3 separate regions of the Anser cygnoides genome follow, and all the other regions are linked to region 2. Evidence: chromatin contacts called from public Hi-C data. All regions are on one chromosome and are shown on one strand. The core of a region is the stretch at or near the end of the contact, and the rest is flanking DNA. Distances in the headings are between cores, read along the strand shown.

Evidence for each region. Hi-C and Micro-C count contacts between places; a contact is called where the count stands out from the background.
Region 1: a contact with region 2 is called in a Hi-C map of liver, with 2.3 times the contacts expected there. The contact joins the promoter of SH3RF1 here to the promoter of LOC106032340 in region 2. A contact is called at or near these places in 3 of 7 Hi-C or Micro-C datasets (granulosa cells and liver).
Region 3: a Hi-C map of liver shows a contact between it and region 2, with 13 times the contacts expected there. The contact joins the promoter of CBR4 here to the promoter of LOC106032340 in region 2. A contact is called at or near these places in 3 of 7 Hi-C or Micro-C datasets (granulosa cells and liver).

Annotation. Positions count from the first base shown.
Region 1 is chr4:53,397,086-53,401,836 of Taihu_goose_T2T_genome, forward strand. SH3RF1 (SH3 domain containing ring finger 1) reads right to left here and starts at 2,830. Exons shown (of 13, transcript XM_048076229.2): 1 at 2,670-2,830; 2 at 1,549-2,038. The coding sequence starts at 1,935. It overlaps LOC125184319 (a long non-coding RNA gene), which reads left to right and starts at 2,863. Exons shown (of 5, transcript XR_010831521.1): 1 at 2,863-4,027; 2 at 4,104-4,185.
Region 2 is chr4:53,001,554-53,005,852 of Taihu_goose_T2T_genome, forward strand. It overlaps LOC106032340 (tripartite motif-containing protein 59-like), which reads left to right and starts at 2,016. Exons shown (of 9, transcript XM_066996753.1): 1 at 2,016-2,670; 2 at 4,192-4,278. The coding sequence starts at 2,146. It overlaps LOC136790823 (a long non-coding RNA gene), which reads right to left and starts at 2,026. Exons shown (of 3, transcript XR_010831523.1): 1 at 1,687-2,026. ANXA10 (annexin A10) reads left to right here. Exons shown (of 12, transcript XM_066996768.1): 12 at 9-134. The coding sequence ends at 77.
Region 3 is chr4:53,299,512-53,304,120 of Taihu_goose_T2T_genome, forward strand. It overlaps CBR4 (carbonyl reductase 4), which reads right to left and starts at 1,796. Exons shown (of 6, transcript XM_066996769.1): 1 at 1,642-1,796. The coding sequence starts at 1,728.

The DNA of each region.
Region 1 (4,751 bases), core at 1,580-4,079, 400 kb after region 2:
CCCTAATATACACCAAGTATCAGTTAACTGCATGAGGAATCCACATGGTCACAATCTTAACGGCACGTGGTATAACAGAGCTAATGAATTGAGGCAACATTCCATATGTTATCACTTTCCACTCTGTACAACATCTGGAAATGCAAATGTTGTACAACAGGATATTGTGGAACATTTTTAAAAAGAGAGATAATATTTCATATTCTGTTTCATAATTTTTCTAATAAGACTTTGAGAAACTCCAAAGTGCGCTCATTCACATATGCAGTACGTTGGTACACCAGCAGCCTTTCTGAAGGAGAAGCAGTCTCTGAAAATACGAAGTTATTTACAGAGGTCTACACGATCATAAATAATTAAGTTACATGAACATTTTGCTTTGCTTCAAAAGGAAGGGCTTTTGCAAATGCAAGATATCATAGCAAACTCCTTAAGATTCTGGAAATGACAGGACAGTTTCTGATACTGAAGCTTCCTTACAGGATTTTTTTTTTTTATGGTTTACCTTCTGGAAGAAGAAAAAATACATCATCTCCCCCCCTTACCAATCAGTATATATACACAGAACAAAACTCATTAACAGGATGTGGCATTATCATTATTTATTTATTCTAGAGAAAAGAACCTAATGAGATTACCAAGCAGAGAAAACAATGCGAACTTAAGATGCGTATCTAAGATGTTTGAGACAGATTCTAAACATATAAATACTTCTCAAGACGAATAAGCATAAGGTTTCCTTCATTTGATTTAGTTTACTTACCATTCAGGTATATCTTAAAATAAAGACTAGTCTTGTCAAATGCACATTTAAGCCCTCTCCTTGGAACTTATGATTTTCTTCTTGTGAGGTTTAGAGAAACATCCTAAGTCATTTTGTAATTTTGTTTAATTTTCATGCAGGAATTCAAAAGAGGCAAGAATCCTAAATGGGCAGCAAGATCTTTTAGAGAAGCCAATCTACCTTGTCATTAGACAAAACAAAGAAAGGTCAGTCATCTCATAAACTGGTATTTCCTGATAAGGGCTCTAGAATAGATCATCATAAATGATTATAAAGCACAGTGGAGTCTACAGGTTGCATGGATCCCAGGAAGGAACATGAACACAGACATAAGAATGTTTTCCTATCACAGCACGTGGATTTTCTAATCACTTCAAAAGAATAATTTTATTTTTTCTTCAAAGTAAAGGGCAAGGACTGAAAGTATAAACAAACTTTCATTGACTTCAACAAGAACATAACTTCCTTGCTCATGTTTAACATTCACTATATCTAGAGGAAGTTTACTGATAATTAGAATCATTACAGAAAGTGCAGGAAACAAAATAGAGTCTCTAATAAGAAAGTATTATCCCTAGCTTATTGGTATTTACATAGCAGTAAACCAATACTGATAAGAATACTAATGTGTGTCTGCTAGACATCCACAATTCTCCAGAATAACTCGTTTTGCCATACTTACTGCCTGCCCTTATCCTGAAGCAAGGGACATCAACTGTTTTGAACCAGCGAGGGAAGAGATGGCAACAGGACTCGGTACTCACCCGAACAGGAGGGCTCCGCGCTTGCACCCTTTGCTGCTGTCCAACTTGCGAGCTCGGCAGCTCCTTCGAGCCACAACTAGCAACAGTGGTAATCGGGACCCTTAAAGCGTTTGTGCCACCCGTCCCACCGCCGGTGCCAGGTTTCCGAGGCCTCTGCTTGATGCCATCCAGTAGTCTGACAAGCAAAATATTACTGGGGAGCTCATCAACGCCGCAGTCCACCAAAGTCCTGCACTCGGGGCACCGAAGCTCATTTCGAGAGCTGACGATGCCCAGCAGACAGCGCTTGCAGAAGGTGTGCTGGCAGGGCAGGACTTTGGCAGAAGCATCAAGGCGCTCTAGGCACACAGGGCACTCCAGCAGATCCAGCAGAGCTGATTCATCCATTTTCTTCGTATCACTTAACCGAAAAAACAAATCTTCGCAGAATTTGGGTGTTTTGAGCGCTCCAAGGCTATCATGTTACATCCATTCCTCTCCTGGCCGTGCTCTGAAATGTTTTGAGGGAAAAAGGCATTAGGAAGCTGAGAAAAGAGTCACTGGGACTATTTCATCTGGAGATATTCCTACAAGGCGCAAAATAAAACACGTCTACTTTAATTCAGCGTTCAGCTTTCAACAGATGGGAGAAAAATCACAACAGCAATAAGTAATAGTCGTGATGTACATTCACGTATCTGTTTACTTGAAGTACTGTAATAAATAAGGAGGGCTAGGGGTTTTAAATCCAAGTTCTCGAGCACTTTTATTCCCCGCAGCCGTGCCCTCAGCTCGCTCCCACACGGGAGCTGCCCCGCACCACACGAACAACGCTCGTTTTTCACGGCTCTCGCCTCTCACATCTGTACCCCCGGGCGTTTATCTGCCAGAAGCTTTTTTTTTTTTTTCCTTTTTTTGCCACGAGGAAAAGGCGGAGGTCCTTAAACCGCAGCTCGGGCCGAAAAAAAAAAGAATATATTTAAAAAAAAATTAGAAATTTGGATTCTTCCCCCCCCACACCCCCTCCCCAGGAGCGGGTACGGCAGCCGCCCGCGTCTGTCACGGCCCCATGGCGGGGGGCGACCCACCGCCCCCCCCCGCCCCGCCGGCGGACCCAGTGCCCCCCCGAGCCCGTGCCTCACCGTGGGGCGCCGCCGCCGGCCCCAGGGGCCCCGCTTTGTTCCCGGGAGCCGCCACCGGTGCCTCTCCCGCCGCGGCAGCGCCAAGGCTGCCGTCCCCTCCCTCGCCTTCCCTTCCCTCCTCTCCCTTCCCCGCCCCGCCGCGCAGGGCTGACGCGGGGGGCGGCACCGCCCCGCCGAGGCCGAGGGGAGGGCGGCGGGGAGGGCGGCCCCCAGCCCGGCCCGGCTCGGTGTGAGCCGCCTCCCCTCAGCCGCGGCGCCTCCCCGCCCGGGTGGGGCCGCGCCGTGATGGCCGCCCCTTGGGGCCCGCCAAGTGCGGCCTCGGCCGGGGCCCGAGCTGGGGCCCGCGGCTGTGAGGAGGAGGAGGAGGAAGAAGAAGAGGAGGAGGAGGAGGAGGAGGAGGAGGAGGAGGGCCTGTCCGGCCGCTTGTCTGCGGGTGGCACCCCCTGAGCCGCCGAGTGGGGGCAGAAAGTGCCCCTGACAGCCCCCGCTGAGGTTATCCTTCGTGAGGCGGTTCGCTGCGAGGCAGCTCATAAATAAAGACGTGAACCCTCACGCAGGCGTGAACTGATGGTAAAACGGCCAAAAGGAGTTGTAAGAAGTCGCTTTTTGAACCAGGTGTGGCACCCTGCCTGTGGTGGTGCCTGGCCAAATGCCCAAGTTCGTACAGGGGCTCCAATTAAACATCGCCTCTGCTTGCAGCTCCGAGGGGAAATAACCAGAAAGCCTCCCCGTATGTTGTTCTGAGCGGCTCAGGTTAGCCATTCCAGCTTGTTGCCAATCCTTCTGAAAGTTATGTGCATATAAAAAGCGGTTTTTTGTAGGTCGTGAAGGTTCGTGTCAGTAGATTGTGTGGTAGGCTTAGCTGTTTTGTTTGTTAGCTGGGTTGTTCCCTGCAGAAGTGATATTCTGCAAATGTTAGGATTTCCAAATATATGTGCACAGGCCAAATACGTCTTTAACTGCTTTTTATTAGTAGGAATAGTAAAAGTTATAAATATCTACAGTTCATTAAGGAATAAGGCCTCCTCCCCCATAAATTCTGGAGTTTAGGAAAACTGATGCAGATGGGGTTCTGGTCTATGTCTGCGCTTTGCAGGGAGTATTGTAACATAAATAGAGGAGAAGGGTATGAACATTTGATACTTGGGAATATTCCTGTGTCTCGCAGTATTCCTCTCTCTTGCTGTGCAAGCACTGCTGCTACAGAAGGAATGAGCAGTACGTTTGAGCTACTCGCTTGTTGAATCTATGCAGAAGTGCTTCTCACAATTAATTGTCGCTTCTGGCCATAGCTTCTCAAGATCTCATCACGTTTGCAGGGCAATGGTTTACCAGCCTTTACAGCACAGCATGCTTTTGTAAGTGACGCAATTATTGTTGTCTGAACTCAGTTTGTTGCCTAAGGAATGTAAAATATCTACTCAAACAGTAAAGGCATTTACGTTACAGGTGGTGGACCAGAAAAGCAAGATGAAAGTTCAGGGAAGCAGGATAAAAAGATTAGCCCTTTATCAAGGTTAGTCTCTGAGAATGTTTTCTGTAAAGTCTGTAAAATATTAAATATGTTTTAGTATACTAGCCAGAGCAGTAAACATTCCGAAGAGTGTCAGATAAATATGTTACTTCCCGAGCAGCAGCAGTAGTTAATTTTCAAACAAACATAATCTGTGTAAAAAATCGTGGGTGTGCATGCCGATGTACGCCACTGCCCTCTTATGGATGAAGTGTTTTGACTCTGCGTGGCTGCGCTAGGCTGACGCCAGGACTGAAAGGAACAGAATTCCTGTTATATTTAAGCATTCGTTCATTTCTGCTCCTGCCACAAGCAGGGAACTGCACACTTTGCACAGTTTTACACGAGGAGACCTTCCTTCTTGAAACCCTTCCGTTGTTATGTACAGTTCATTACTTAGTACCAGTTGTGCAGGGACCTAGCTGATGCAAAGGAGAGGTTGCGCAGGGCGGAGAACCATTAAAAACACAGATTTGTGGTATGAGGCCCTCCCGTTACTTGATCACCAGATTTCTACAATTATGATTTTAATTATTTTTGTTTTTGTGAAAACTTTTTACACATTTTTG
Region 2 (4,299 bases), core at 766-3,265:
TCTTGCAGCATTTTGCTTCAGGGCACTATGAGAGTGCTTTACTTGCTATCTGTGCTGGTGATGCTGAAGACTATTAATGAAGAAGATGATGGATTTTGAAGGCTGTATAAATCTATTTTAAATGGAAATTGAAGCTGTACACAACACACTGTAAGAGATACTTAATCTACACAATATAATAGAAAAATCAGTGCTATACATTTGTTAATTTTAAATCTTTCTTGAGCCGGAAAAAATATGTAAACAAACATTGTCAGGAACACAGCTTTCTCTCTATTTCTGCCTAATATTTCTGTTACTATAATTAAATGTAAATTAATGGAAGAACTAGTAAAAGAACTTTATGTAAGCATATATTTATCATTTAGACTTGCAACATCCCATACCTTAGACAATAGATGCCGAAGAACCTACTCACTGCTATTTTGGAGAGAAAAAACATTTTACTTTGTTTACTTTTAGCAGACAGATTTCCTCCTTTAAATGTTTTTTCCCCCTCTTCTTAAAGCTCAGATTTTATGCTCTCAAACAGTAGTTTTAGCTGCTTTCAAGCTAAGCATCTGTCCCAGTCTATTATCAGTCACTCACTGAAGAATACTTTTGTATTCTTTTTCATTTAGCACACATACTTAATGCATTTCCCTTTTTCTGTTTGAAACTAAAAAAAACTTAGAACCAAGTATTCTTGATTTAGTGCCATGCACTGAAGATCACTGGAAGAGGAAACATGGCATGGCCTTCTGCAAACTGACTCAGCATGCCGAATGATTCCATTTTGCAATTCCATTTGCATCACTGTCATTTAAATCATTAATTGAATATGGATATTCGGGGTGCTGAGGTATTCCTAGGGTGTCTCTTATGGTGTAATTCGTGAGCTGGCTAATAATGGGTAACACTTCACCTCCAAACGAGGTTCAAAGATACAGTGCTCCTGAACCCCAGCAAACGTAGTTTGAGAACATTTTGTGACAACTCATACTGAAGTGAATAAAGGTGGCAGAGCCCTGTCTCAAGTCATCATCCCAAAGGAAAACATAACACTTCCTAAAATATTTTGAGCCTATTCAGTCTATCAACTGTACCTTCTAGCCTATTTGTATCTCTTGTCAGTCTCTTACGTAAGGGATTTATAAGCAAGCGTAAATGAGGTAATATTACACTAAAGTCATTGTGCTGTTTTGTTTCATTTTTTTTGCCTGCATTTCAAAGTTTCCGGCTTGACATAAACCTTTGATTTAAAACAGGTACTGTGACTTTCTGCCAGTCTGGCTCAGTATGACTGAATAAAGCACTGCTATGAAAGTATATAAATATGTTTGTTTTCATGCTGTTTGCACCTACGTCTTTCCCCTCGGAAAATAATGTATTTTTAGTGTACCTTGTTTTTTTACAAATACTGACTTTAGGCTACAAAACTGCCAGCTTACAATAAATTTGAAATTTTAGTTGGGTCCCTCTTGAGTTGACAGAACTCAAAATTTTTGAAGTAGAAAATTGTTGAGCCAGAACTCTAGGTGGAAAGGACCTATGAGGAAAGTTAACTAAGTCCTAGAACAAGACAGAGATGTACGCTATGCCTATATGTTATCACTCCAAACTTATACTATGGTTTTGCCCTAAACTTAAGTTACACTCTGGTTTTGGAACTGTAGTCGCAGGTAGTTAATAACAGTCATGTCTCACCGCTGCGGAGCTCTAACACCGCTTTAACTCCGCATACTTGCAGGGAGGAGTAGGAACACCTCACAAGTGCCAACCTCTCCCTCACGCGGTGTGCCCCGCATATCGGCCTCCCCTCAGCGCCCACAGCCGGGGCTCCGCTGAGGAGAGCGCCCACAAAATGGCGGCGGCGGCGCTAGGGCCCGCCAGGCGCCCCGGCTCCCTCCGCCCCGCCCACGGCTAGCCCCCCGGCAGCCGCGCCCCGTTCTGACTGGAAGTCAGCCTTGTCAATCTCTCGCGTCCGCCAACCGCCACCGCGTCTCTCGATGTCCCGCCCCCCCGCCGCTGCCGGGTTCCATTTTCCGGCCGGCTGGAGGCAGCGCCTGGAGCTCGGGACGGGTGGGATCAGGCTGCCGCGGCCGGCGCGGGGTTCGGGGGAGCGGGACGGGGCTGGGGCGGCGGAGCCTCGTCCTGCCGCCGCAGATGGAGGCCAGCCTGACGTGTGCCGTGTGCCTGTCCCTCTTCGAGGAGCCGGTGACGCTGCCGCTCTGCTCGCACAACTTCTGCCGGGGCTGCGTGCTCGAGTGCCTGGCCTCGGCGCAGCACCAGCAGCGGGGGCAGGGGCCGGGGCAGGGCCAGGGCCAGGCCCGGCTCTCCCGGGGCGGGCCGGGGCCGGGCGGCGGCGGCGGGGGCCGGGTGCCGTGCCCGCTGTGCAGGAAGCTCAGCCCGCTGCCCCGCGGCGGCGCGGCCGCGCTGCCCGTCAACACCACGCTGGCGGAGGTGGTGAAGCTCTACCGCTCCGGCGCGGCCGGGGAGCCCGAGCAGGGCCAGGGGCCGGGGCAGGGCCCGCTGGTGCTGAGGGGCACCTGCCAGAAGCACCCGGGCCGGCTGGTGCAGCTCTACTGCCGCATGTGCCGCCGCGCCGGGTGCGGGCAGTGCGTGTCTGAGGAGCACCAAGGCATCTTCCACTCCGTCAACCTCATAGACACGGTGTTCCAGGAGGAGAAAGTAAGCGCTCGGCTCTGCGCGGGGTCCCGGCTGCGCGACACCAGGCAGCTCCCTTGCTTAGAATACCTTGGCACTTGGGACTCCTTTGTGCGTGTATAGAGGCTGACAGTCTGTGCCGGAAAACAACACGCTCATGCCAAGAGCTTATGGCATGCCTGGATCCAGTTTTTCAGGCTTCTGCAAGATGCTAGCTCTGTTTAAAGAAAACAAAAAAAAAAACACACCCACAGATACTTCCTTCATAGGCTCTTTGAGCTGACGTGTCTATTTGGGGTAATAGGTAATAATTACACATTCAGAAATAGATGGTTTAGGTAACTTACAATAAAAGTAAAACCAAAATGCACTTATGTTTACGTGAAAACAACTGCCTGGCCTGTTTGTTTGTAGTGGCAGCAACAGTTGTGATTTTTGCCAAGGTAACCAGCATTATGGTAGAGTGAGCCATCCTTGCCCTATGCAAGTTGGGTAACTGAAACAGAATCGCAAGACGGTGATGAAGAGTGATAGGTGTAGGGGCTGTCATGGCTTAGAAACTAAGCCCCACGTTATTTGAAGCCACTGTTTTTTTTTTTTTACTGGCCAGGGCTAGAACTGGAAAAGAAAAAAGTAGTTTACCTTTTCAAGAAAGGCAGAAAGTGAAGGTATGTTGTTGAGGCATTGCTTCATGTATAGGTAATGAACTAATTGGAAACAATGGTGTGGAAGATGATGTAGAACATGTAGGACTTACAGTCTACTAACTAGAAACTTCAAGGTAGTAGTGTAGTAGATTTTTCTGTTTGCTGTAAATAATCACTTACTTAGAAACGCTTCTTAGTTTTATAAAGCATATGTTTTCGTGGAGACCATATTGGTGGAAAGGGATGATTTGGTTGTTATAAGTTGAAGAACAGCACTGACTGTCCATTAAGCTATGAGTTGTTTTTGCACTGATTTCCTTCCTGTTCCTCTTTCCAACCACCAATTGCCTGTCATTCAGGAAACAAGGGAAAAAGAGCCTTTGCACAACAGTTTTTGTGTAAGATTTAGTGATAATATAGTGTGGTAAGGAAGGAAAAAAACAGTGGTAATGTTGGTTAAAACAAGAATAACATCGTTATGATTAGCGTTCTATTTGTTTATTAAAACTTTTTTTTTTTTTGAGACTTTAAAAAGACTGTCATACACGTGCTTATCAAGCAGGAACAAATGCAGCATTCAAACAAATTGTGCTAGTTGTATGTGTTTTTTAAAAAAAGAAAAAAAAAGCTGAGGGAAACCAGTGTTTTAGCTATGAAATAACTCTATAGCCATTGTAGCATTTGTATTGTAGATGAGCCTAAAGCCATTACTTTGAGAAAGAGAGAAATATCAAAAGCAAGTTTGTCTGCTGTTCCAGGGAAGCATTAAATGTTATCAAATGTTTTGAATGACTGTTTGTGTTGATATGTTGTACCCCATGCTGTGGTTCTAGACAACCACTGAAATGTATTTATGGAGTTGTTAAAAGTCATTCTAAGCATTTCAATTGTCTTACAGTTAACCTTCTTCAGTAGTCTGAAAAAAATGAGAATAATAAATGAGAAGCTGATGAATGAAGTCTCAAGTCATCCAAATGATACTGATGTGAGTTACACATGCTGACTT
Region 3 (4,609 bases), core at 546-3,045, 300 kb after region 2:
ATATTACCTTTCTTCCTATATCCTCTTCCAGGTTTACTTAGCTACTCTCACACCTGTGGAAGACAATAAAAGACTGCCCAAGCTCACTAATCCTGTCACCCTACCCTTTGTCTTATTTAGTTCTATTATACCCTTTTGACGTGTGATAATCACAAACAGTATTAAACATACATGAACGATGAACACAGTCAACTCATACAATGCCATAACGATTTTGGTCTTCTGTGACCAAAACCTTTCTGAAGGAGCAGTCTGTCCTATTCTATAATAGAAAGTAAACCCAGGTGCCTGGAATCAAACCATGCATCCCCTTCCCAGCTGGTAAATTTAAATTGGCCTCCTAGGAGCAGGAAGAGGACTAAGTACTTGTGCCTCAGATGGGGGCCCTTTCAAAAGAACACGTACAAAAAGACTTGCTGTGTGAAGGCAATTCCTTGTCCATCATGACGGATCTATTCTTTTGCAGAACTATCCACATAGGCTCTTGGAATTTCTTGCCTGATTGTTGCAACAATGTGGTACTAGGATTTTTCTTCCTCCATATTTTGTTCTTACCAGCACTGAACATATCTACTCTCTTATTTTTATTCAAAACCTGGAATAATACAGGTTGGAAAGGATCTTTGGAAGTCATCTTGTCTAACTCCTCCACCCAAAGCAATGTCAGCTTAGGTCACGTCACTCAGGGCCTTGCCCAGTTGAGCTCTGAAGGATATTCATAAGTGTGAAAAAACTCACAGCAAATTTTGAGTGTTGCCTTAATCAGTGTAAGGTACCTCTGCAGCTCTTCAAAATCAGTTCTGGGGTTAGCTACAGTGAGCCAACACATGCTGTTTATAAATGCTTTCAGACCTGTATGTATGTTCCTTTCTCTGAACATGCTTAGGCGTACAGGGCCCCAAAAGCTATTGGTGCAAATAAAGGTGCCATGAATTGTTCTGGGCTGAGGAAACTGCCTCTAAAATCTATCATTCTGCCCTTCCTGTTCTCTGTGAGAAAGGGAAAAGCCCAGTGACTGTAGTGTTTTCAGAAATACTCAGTCACTTCGTGCATTAACCAGGTAGTCACAGGGGGAGCACGTAAGCCTAGTTGCAACAAAACAACATACAATCTGTGTTTTAAGACAAAAAAAGCCATACAGCTTATTTGGAGTTTGACTTGGAAAAAAAAAAAAAACACGCAGTAGGATGAATAACACGACATTCCCTGGTCAGGTAACTGCAGGGAAAAAAGCCTCCCTCACGCACCAGGGCGGTTTGCGCCCTGCAGCCACCATATACAAGCTCCTGACGGCGCACGAGGGCAGCCCCTCACCGGCCGTGCCACGCCGCCCTGGCCCTCGAGGACAACCGGCTCCCCCCTCCCCCCGGGCCCTTTTTTAAATTTTTTTTTTGTTGTTTTGACTGCGGCCGGGGAAGGGACGCCCTCCCTGCGAACCCCCCCGCCCCTCTTCGCCCCGCCCCAACGGCCCCTAACGGCCCCTAACGGCCGCCGCCAGGGGGCGCCCGCGCGCAGCCATGCCTTCCCCAGCGCTGCGGGCAGCGGCAGCCGGCGCCCTCCTTCCCTCCTTCCCTCCCTCCCTCCCTCCCGCCGGCCGCGGAGGCGCCGTGGCGGCTGCCGGGCGCCCGGCTGCGCGCTCACCTCCTCGGGGCGGGGCGGGGCGGCGCGGCGCCGGGCTAGGGCGGGGGCTCCGCGACGCGGCTCCCGGCGCGGCCCGCCGCTCAACATGGAGCCCGCGGCGCGTAGGGGTGCCGCCCGCCCGGGCGGCGCGGGGCACGCCGGGACGTGTAGTCCCCGCGCAGCGGTGGCCGTGCCACGGTGGCAGGGCGGGCCCCGCCGCCACCTCACGAGTTCGAGGGGAAGGGGCGTTAGGCGGCCGGGGGAAACAGCACGGGTTGTGCGAAGGGGAAACAGGCCCTGCTCCTCCCGCTGCTTGGCGACGTAGCACGCTATCCCCAGTCACACCCCTTCACGGAGCTGTCGCCGAAGGGCCACGGTTTTGGTCTTAGCTCATCTTTATTACTGAATCTTTTCTTTTTTTCCCCCCAGAGTATACAAGATTTCTGAATGTATTTTCATTCTGCTGTAAGAGTGAACACTATCACACCCCAATTGTTTAGATGCACTTTTTCCACAAATACGTGAGCAAATTTCACTCTTGAGAAACTTACTGTACCTGAGTGAAAAGTTACGTCAAAGAAAAAAAATACACACCGCCACCCTCAAGCTTGCACAAAACAAAGCCATCAGCGTTCTGGCACAGCACCCAGTGTTTCCATACCCTCCTGGCTAAACTGGTTTCCCCACCACAAGGAGGATTATTTCACACCTCAGTGTGAGGCCTGTGCTCCTGTTTGCACAGCCCAGCCCTGGCGTTTCCCCTGGCCCAGGCAGCGAGGAGCAGCTTGCCTCACCGCTGCTCACACTGAGCACTCCCCTTCCAGGGCTATTACACATTAAACAGAACCACCACCACCACCACCCGCTCTGTAAAAGGATCTATTCAAGAAACACCACACGGATGACCTTCCGGCCGGGACTCCAGCCCCATCCCAGGCACTGGCCCCTCCTACCATCTATCAGTGGACTTCGGACCCAAGAGATTTCCACTGCGATCTCTGTCTCTCTTGCTGTCGCTCACTTCCCTCGATATATCTGACTCCTTGCTTAAGGAGGGCACTGCCACAGAGGGCATCAGCCTTTACTTCTCCGTATATCAAAACAGTCCTAACTTTCCTCATTCTGCCTTGCATAGTCATCCCCACTCCCATTCACTACGCGCTTATATACACTGCACAATAATATCTATGGCAATCACTTTAGGAATTTATCATTTCAATAATTTATCATGCAACAACCTCTTTGGATATTCCTCCGATTGTTGGTGTTGGTGAAAAGTATTTCTCAGCAAATATAACTAGGCTTTAGCTCATAATCTGCATTCGGGCTACGAGCAAGGAGTTCTAAACAGCCAAGGTTTCCGTCATTATGATGTGAAGTTATTCCTGCCCTAATACATCACTAACCACAATATCAGTTACTGAATCTCCACTCATGGTATGGACAGCTTTGAATTGTTGCCCACTTTGGTCCTGTGATACAGCCTTCTGGAAATTCACTATGTCTACTCATATTTCTATTCAGTGCACTGTATTTACTGTGTCGTCAGGTTTGTTTTGTTGGGGAAAGGGAAGAAAGTGGGATGTTGGGAGATGATGACAGGGAGAAGGGAGTGAACAGAGTCAGAAAGAAGAGGAGGGATAATAAATGTGGAAAGATTTTGCATAATGATTTGAACTGAACTCTATGAGATAAACACAACTAAAGCTCTACACTGCAGGAGTAGTAAAACTGTTAATAAGCAATATGACTTGATCCTTCACCTACCTTCCCTTTATAAGCTCTAAGAAGAACTAAGAAGAACTTACAGAAGCAAAAGCTTTATTCTGTGAACACAGTAATTAGCCCTCAGACCTGAGACATATGAAAGTGAAATACTTCCAAGATTCCTAATATCTGCTTAGAAATCTGTAACATTTATGAATAGGAGGAGACCAAAGGCTGTTTGAAGCAGGAAACTGAAGGCATATCCACAAGCATTAAGCCATTTTTATAACCTCCTATTTTAGCGGGATTGTTCATTACAGGACTATGAAAATGTTTTCAAGGTTAACCCTAACGAGGCACAGATTTACTGAGTGCAGGAATACCAGCTTAATGTGGCACATCTACTTACTGACAGAAAACAGCAAGTCAAGGGACTGTGCAGTCATCCCGTCACAACTGCAAATAGATGTGATCCTAACCATAAGGACTTCTGGCAGAACTTCAGCTGATGATTTGCCAGTAATGAGTGTTGAACATGGTCCATAATAAATAGCAACTGTGATAGTGATAGTGACAATCACTCATATCTCATACACTGCTCACCTCCTTTATCTTCACCAGTATTATAGGAAATGTCAAAGACAATATTCTTTACAGCTGTTACCCATTTTGCAGCCCGAAACATATACAGTAACACTTGGAGCACTTTCAAGGAACTCAATTCCCAACATTCAATTTTCTCCATCAGATTGCCCTAAATAAATCTAGTTTCATATCTCATCTCCTCACAGAAATACTTTGGTGTCATTTCATCTTGCTCATGTATTACTGAGCAGCTGAAGACTTCATCTCCTTGTGAGATACAGAAGCCCATGACATTGTATTTCCTTCCAATGTCTGAGCATTAGAGTAGTAAATCATAATAATACCAATCAGCTGGCTTAATGAGGTAGGAAGTAGGTTATTAAAAACGAGAAGAGGTATTTTTAGATGATTGCTAGTGGCATTTTTTAATTTATCTATCACAGTGAGTATTTTCCTTCAAAAATTAGCAGAAGCGATTAGCATTCTTGAAAAGAATTAACTATTGCTCACTCTAGACTATGTCAGATCAAGTGATGGCTGATTATATAAAACGCATACCTTATTTCAACAGTTTTAATTTGTAATCATTTTTCATAGGTATTGATTTTCAGGAGCACAGTTTATTACAAGATTGTCCTAGAAGTCCAACACATTTTTCTACCTCCCCAAAAGAGGTCCGGTAAGCACTCCGGCCCAG